Linked DNA regions of Mus musculus: region 1 is linked to region 2. A link is a contact called in public HiChIP or PLAC-seq data. All regions are on one chromosome and are shown on one strand. Each heading gives the region's core, a stretch centred on a gene start, on an enhancer-like site or on the middle of the called end of the contact. The rest is flanking DNA. Distances are from core to core; before and after follow the strand shown. Region 1 overlaps Fbf1 (Fas (TNFRSF6) binding factor 1). Region 2 overlaps Myo15b (myosin XVB).

Evidence for each region. HiChIP or PLAC-seq counts read pairs in DNA pulled down with a chosen protein or histone mark.
Region 1: a contact with region 2 is called in a FOXA1 HiChIP or PLAC-seq map of pancreatic cancer cells. The contact joins two enhancer-like sites. A contact is called at or near these places in 2 of 39 promoter capture datasets (liver and pre-B cells), 1 of 484 Hi-C or Micro-C datasets (liver), 1 of 115 datasets of contacts at active chromatin or transcription factors (pancreatic cancer cells) and 1 of 9 other capture datasets (liver).

The regions. Positions count from the first base shown.
Region 1 is chr11:116,144,936-116,148,117 of GRCm38.p6, reverse strand. Fbf1 (Fas (TNFRSF6) binding factor 1) reads left to right here. Exons shown (of 31, transcript NM_172571.3): 23 at 75-214; 24 at 292-410; 25 at 1,292-1,414; 26 at 1,497-1,682; 27 at 2,107-2,283; 28 at 2,358-2,495; 29 at 2,576-2,693. Among named protein-coding and RNA genes, the nearest start is that of Mrpl38, 7.7 kb to the right of the region's middle. Within about 2 kb of position 1,772, at least 68 of the 459 cell types and tissues checked have an H3K27ac peak or open chromatin away from gene starts, as enhancers often do. A contact at or near this core is called in pancreatic cancer cells, where this site is marked.
Region 2 is chr11:115,867,837-115,871,075 of GRCm38.p6, reverse strand. Myo15b (myosin XVB) reads right to left here. Exons shown (of 64, transcript NM_001384233.1): 14 at 1,476-1,601. Among named protein-coding and RNA genes, the nearest start is that of Myo15b, 12 kb to the right of the region's middle. Within about 2 kb of position 1,960, at least 66 of the 459 cell types and tissues checked have an H3K27ac peak or open chromatin away from gene starts, as enhancers often do. A contact at or near this core is called in pancreatic cancer cells, where this site is marked.

The DNA of each region.
Region 1 (3,182 bases), core at 523-3,022, 280 kb before region 2:
TGTGTGCTGCCTGGCGCTGCTTCCCAAGGGTGTCCTGGCTGTCCCTGGGATGAGATGCCCTGACGATCCTCCAGGTCCCTGAATGGCATCATCGAGCAGATGGAGAAGTTTTCCAGCAGCTTGAACACGCTGTCCTCCCGCGTGGAGGCCTCGCACCTTACCACCTCACAGCAACGAGAGCTGGGGATTCGGCAGCAAGATGAGCAATTGCGAGGTAGCCCTCTCTCTCTAACTGGGACCCGTGTGTTGGGAAAGAGGGCAGACAGTGACCACCCCACGTGTTGCCTCCAGCTCTGCAGGAGCGGCTGGGCCGACAGCAGCGAGACATGGAGGAAGAGCGGAACAGGCTACAGGAGGTCATCGGGAAGATGGAAGTACGCCTGAGTGAGCAGAGCCGGCTCCTGGAACAGGTGAGTCTGTCCTAATGTCTATACTTCAGGGCCACCTTGGATGAGCTCAGCCACTCTGCATTTGATCATAGCCAATGGGCCAAGCCCGTGGCCAGCTGTTCTCTGACATCCACTTAAGCACGCAGCGACCTATAGGCCTATTCTTCCTGTCTCTTCCTGCTTCTGTTTTCACTTAACACCAGATGTCAGCTACCTGCCCCAGGGCCATCCTACAGACCCACCCACCAACACTATACTTCCCCTTCCTCAGACCTGACATGAGCTGAAATCTGTGGCTCTGAGATGGACACACTTGCCTACTAAATGTCATTTAGCCCCCATGTGCAAGGATGTTTGACCTCCCTGCAGGTCACTCATAGATGAATTAGGCGTTAGTCTTTTTTTGTTTTGTTTTTATGTGTATGGGTTGCTTTGCCTTCAGAGGCCAGAAAGGGGCATCATATCCTCTGCAGCTAGAGTGACAAATGGTTGTGAGTCACTCTGGGGTGCTGGGAATGGAACCCCGCTCCCCTGAAGAGTTGGAGCTTTTAACTCCAGCCCTGAGGCTCAGTGTTTAAAGAAGACTAAACTTTTCTGAACTTCTGCCCTCGTGCTTACGGAAACTGGCTTCCGCACTTGAGGCTGCTAGGTGATGGGCCAGCCTGGAGCTTTGGGGCAGGGCACTCCTGAACCTTCTCCAAAGTACAGTTTGACCTGAGTACTGGAGCCTCCTGATTCAGAATTGCAGGACTGGACCTGGACAGTACTCCCCAGTGCCTGTCACTTCCCCAGTGCCTGTCACTCCACATTATTTTGGAAATGAGTTTATGACAGCATGAGGGAACAGCCCGGCCTGTTCCCAGAGTGGGGAGTCCGCCCTCAGCCCGGTGCTGGCCTTGCAGGAACGTTGGCGGGTGGCCGCCGAGAAGACTAAGGCAGAGTCAGCCCAGCGCACTCTGGAGGAGCAAAGGAAGATCATGGTCCAGCAGATTGCCATGGAGAGGGAGGAGCTGGAGAGAGCCAAGGTGAGACCAGACCCACCCCCGGCTGCTGAGCCCACCGATCCTGCCCAAGGACACTCACACTGCCCTCGCTGCCCCCACACAGAGCGCCTTGCTGGAGGAGCAGAAGTCAGTCATGAATAAGTGTGGGGAGGAGCGGCGGCGCCTGGCAGCAGAGTGGGCTGAGTATTTCACACAGCAGAAGCTGAGTAAGGAACGGGCGGAGCGTGAGGCTGAGAGGGCGATGCATGCAGACTCCCAGCGGGAGGGCACCATCATCAGCCTGACCAAGGTAGGGCCCAGAGCCCAGGACCGAGCATGCCAGGGTGCCCTGGACTCCCTCCGTCCTGGGAACAAGAGCATAGCTAGGGCACAGCACGAGTCCAGGAACTGGAACCGTGGCCAGCAGCCAGGTTCCTTGCCTTTTCGGAGGCTCTGTGTGCATAGTTCTCTTATTTGCTAACTGGTTCTTTCAGCCTGTTGATTCAGATATTTAAATGAGGAAACTGGTATTCAGGGAAGTTGGACATGACAATTTGTGTGGCTTTGCAGGAGCCTCCAAGCTTGGCCCCAGGCTTCTCTGGTCCATGTCAGAAGTCCCTTGCTCTACTGTCCACTGCTAGAGGTGGGGGAGGGGGACAGGTACCCCAGTGGCTACATAGACTTGGAGTAGCTCTGGATCAGCGACTACAGCAATGACTGCATTCATTCTGCAGGAGCAGGCGGAGCTGACAGTTAGGGCCTGTGAGCTCCGGGCCAAGGAGGAGAAGCTGCTTGCTGAGAGGGAGGCTTTGGAGAGAGAGCGCCAAGAGCTCCGGCTGGAGAAGGACAGGTTACACAAAGCCAGCCTGCGCCTGCAGGCCCGTGCACAGGAGGTGGAACACATGAGTAAGGTGTGCCTCAGCAGGGCTGCTGTGCAAGCCACTGTTGGCTTCCAGCCGGCCCTGACCCAGTGGCCTCCCTGCAGGTAGCCTCCAAGAAATACGAGGAGGGGGAGCAGGCCTTGCAGGAGGCGCAGCAGATGCAGAATGAGCAGCAGGGCCGGCTGCAGGTGGTCCAGCGGCAGCAGGAGTGGCTGCGGCAGCAGGAGCAACGTGTGCACCAGGCAAGGTTCCAGTCCCCGCCCTGCCCCTCAGGCCACCTTCCTCTGCCCCCACTGAGTCCCTCTCCTTGGTGTTGGCACAGGAGCACCTGAGCCTGGCACAGCAGAGGCTGCAGCTGGACCGCGTGCGGCAGGAAGTGCCTGCTAGCCTTCCGGGGCTGCCCCCCAGGGTTCAGGGCCCGGCAGCCTCCAGCCGGGATGGTGAGTGACTCAGTGACTCCAGGAGGACGGGACACAGCCTGGAGCAGGAAGCAGCAGGACCTATTCCACCTGCTCAATTTAGAGGCTGTGGGAAGCTACTGGTTTGGGGTTTTGTTTGAAAATAGGATCTTGCTTTATTGCACAGTCTGGGTTCACACTCAGATCCCCCTGCTTCAGCATCCCACATGCTAGACTGCAGGTGTGTCAGCTGTTGAGCCATCTCTCTACCCCTACCTCCTTTTTCAGGGGAGTTTTTTGTTTGTTTGAGACAGGGACTCACTATGTAGTCCTGGCTGGCCTGGAACTCTCTGTGTAGACCAGGTTGGCCTTGAAGTCACAGAGATTCTCCTGCCTCTGCCTCTTCCTGAGTGCGAGGACTAATGAATGAGTCACCATTTCTTTCTGTTGTTTGTTTTTGTTTCTTTGGCATCTTAGCTTGAAAACCAGGCAGGCCTTGAACTCAAGAGGCCTGTTGCCTCTGCCACCCTG
Region 2 (3,239 bases), core at 711-3,210:
AGAGAAAAGTCTCCTCCACTCTCTGCTCTTCAGGATTCTCTTGGTTATCCTCATGCCTTTCTCCACAGAAAACTCAGGATGGTTTGCCTCTCTCTTTTCTTTCTTTCTTTAAGACAGGGTTTCTCTGTATAGCCCTGGCTGTCCTAGAGCTCCCTCTGTAGACCAAGCTGGCCTTGAACTCAGAGACTAGCCTGCTTCTGCTGGAATTAAAGGCGTGGACACTTGACTGTTTCTTCATTTGTAATCAAAACCCAATCTCAGGGACAGGACTGTGGCACAGCTGGAGGAGCCTGGGCCTACCGTGCCCAAGGCCCAGGTTCTGAGTCCCAGCACTAACCCTAACCCGAGTTCAGCCTAACCCTGAACGGGGCACGGGTGTTACACACAGGTGCTACACACAGGTGTTACACACAGGTGCTACACACAGGTGCTACACACAGGTGTTACACACAGGTGCTACACACAGGTGCTACACACAGGTGTTACACACCTGCAGTCCCACTGCTTGGGGTCGGGGGACGGGGGCAAAAGGATCAGAAATGTGAGGTCATCCCTGGCCACAAAGAAAATTAAAGACTGGATGAGCCAAAATGAGACCCTGTCTCAAAACCTAAAACAAGAGCTAGGGGCGTGGCTCAAGTCTTTAATTGGAGCAAGTTGGGAGGCAGAGACAGGAGGATCTCTGAGTTTGAGACCAGGCAGTAGTGAGATCCAGGACAGCCAGGGATACACAGAGAAACTCTGTCTCAAAAACAAACAAGCAAGCAAACTATAAAACACCAAGGCATAATTTTTAAAAAGATGATGACGACTTGGGGCTGCAGAGGTGGCTCCACAGTTGAGCACTGGCCGCTCTTTTCGAGGATCTGGGTTCGATTCCCAGCACCCACATAGCACATCCCATCCTACACTCACCCCAGCCCCAGAGAATCTGATGCTCTCTGATGGCATCTGAGGGCACCCGGCACACTCATGATGCACAGACTCATGCAGGCAAAACTCTCCTACCCAAAGAGTTTTTAAAACGGGGAGGGACAGATGAGATGTTAAGGGACAGATGAGATGGCTCAGTGGTTAAGAGAGCAAACTGCACAGTAAAATGGGCCAGTAAGACACCTGCTGCTGAGTCTGAGGACCCAAGTTCAAGCCCAGCTAGTCACACCATGGAAGAAGAAAACCAACCCCCAGAAGTTGTCCTCTGACCTCCACATATATACACACACGCACCCTTCCCCCACCTCATTAACTAAAAACAAATGTAAAAAAAAAAAAATCCAGCATGGATGGGAGGGGCTCTCAAGGCCCCATCCTTAGCTAAGGAGCTATTAAAAAATAACACTCAGAAGTGGGTGTGGCCTGAGGCTCTCATGGAGATACGGTGCCACTTCTGGTAGGTGACTCAGCTTGGGAGGGGCAGACACTACGATGACACGGCCTTGATGATTCACCTGCATTCTTTGTCTGAGGGCAGATACCTGGTAGGTGACAGTCCCAGCGTAGTGCCGCACCGTGAAGATTGGCAGGGGCAGCTGAGGCTTGGCGTAGCTGGGGTGGTCACCATGGTGATAGTGGCACTTCTGGAGGAAGGTGTGGTCTGTGGCCTGGTAAGGAAGGAGCCACACTTTCTCAGGTCCTGTACACACTTACTGTTCCCTGAATTCACCCCGTTCCTTCCTGAAGACCGCAGCCCCACACAACCTAGACATGGGGACATTTGTCTCCCCAGATCTCTTCCTCAGACTGAGGGAGTCAGCTTGGCCTGCAGCAGAATCCCTACAGTGTGTTCCCTTCATCCTTTTGAACAGCCAGGTCCTATTTGAGAAGGTCAGGGTCACCTCAGGCCCAGGAGCCACCTCCACCAAGCCCTAGATGTGATATTTCTGAGGAAGTCTGAAGGAGTTAAAGAAGACATAGTTGGAGGCTTTGAGACAGAGGTCAAAACTGTTCCAGCCACACCCTCTCCACAAGCTGTCACAGGTCACTTTAACCTAAGGGGTGGGAAAAAACACTGGCTGTAGCCAGGCGTGGTGGTGCACGCCTTTAATCCCAGCACTTGGGAGGCAGAGGCAGTCGGATTTCTGAGTTCGAGGCCAGCCTGGCCTACAGAGTGAATTCCAGGACAGCCAGGGCTACACAGAGAAACCCTGTCTCGGAAACAAACAAACAAACAAACAAACACTGGCTATTCTGCTAGAGTATCCAGGTTCAGTTCCCAGTCCTTACATGGATGGTGGTTCCCAGTTGTAACTCCAGTCCCAGGGGATCCAATGCCCTTTTCTGGCCTCCCCAGGACCACACATGTTACTCAGACAAATGCAAAAAATCAAAACACCCATATTCGTAAAACAGATTTAAAAAAAAAAATGTGAATCAAGGACTTGAGAAACACCTGTGAGGGGTTTCTCTTATTTGGTTTTGGGGACAGTTCCCTATGATGACCAGGCTGGCTTTGAATTCACACTGATCCCCCTGTCTCTGCACCCAGAACGCTGGGGATTAAAGGCTGGATTAAAGATACCGGGCACCACCATTCCTGGCTGGCTTGAGATACAGTCCCTTTTGGCCGGGCTAGCCTCCAACTCCATATGTAGCTGAGGATGGCCCTCCTCACCTCTACCTCTAGACTGCTGGGACCACGGGTGCACACCCTCTGTCACAATCCCTCCTCAGGGGAAGAGCGGCAATGGCCGCGTCCCAGTGTATGCTCCTGTCTTACCACAGATGCATGGATGAAGCCCTCTCCCCTGGTCTTCCCTGGCCTGCAAATGTTACTTATTCCCCAGGCCACGTGCCGTGAGGGCCAAGATCTTGTGACCCACTCCACTCCTCTGTGGGGGAATGTAAACAATCCACAGTCCACCTGGGGATGAGCTTTTGCAAGGAGGCACAGCTGAACCCCCAAAACTTCATGCTTTGGCTTGGGTTGTTCTGTAGAACAGCATTACCACACCTGATTTTATACCGTGCTGGGGATCGAACCTAGGGCTCTGTGCCCGCTAGGCAAGCCCTCCTCCTCCTGAGCCATATCACCATCCCAGGGTCACTTTATTTTTGGTGTCTACCCTGCAACCTCGGTTCCCATGTAAAGTCTGGGTCCTATACATGTTCCTGTGACTCCACAAAGCTGTCCACCAGGCATCTGGGATTCTTATTTATTTATTTTGGAAAATGGGGTTTCATATACCAGATTAGTCTGGGATGTACTGCCTAGCTCAGCCTGGTCTGTCTGTCCTTCCTTC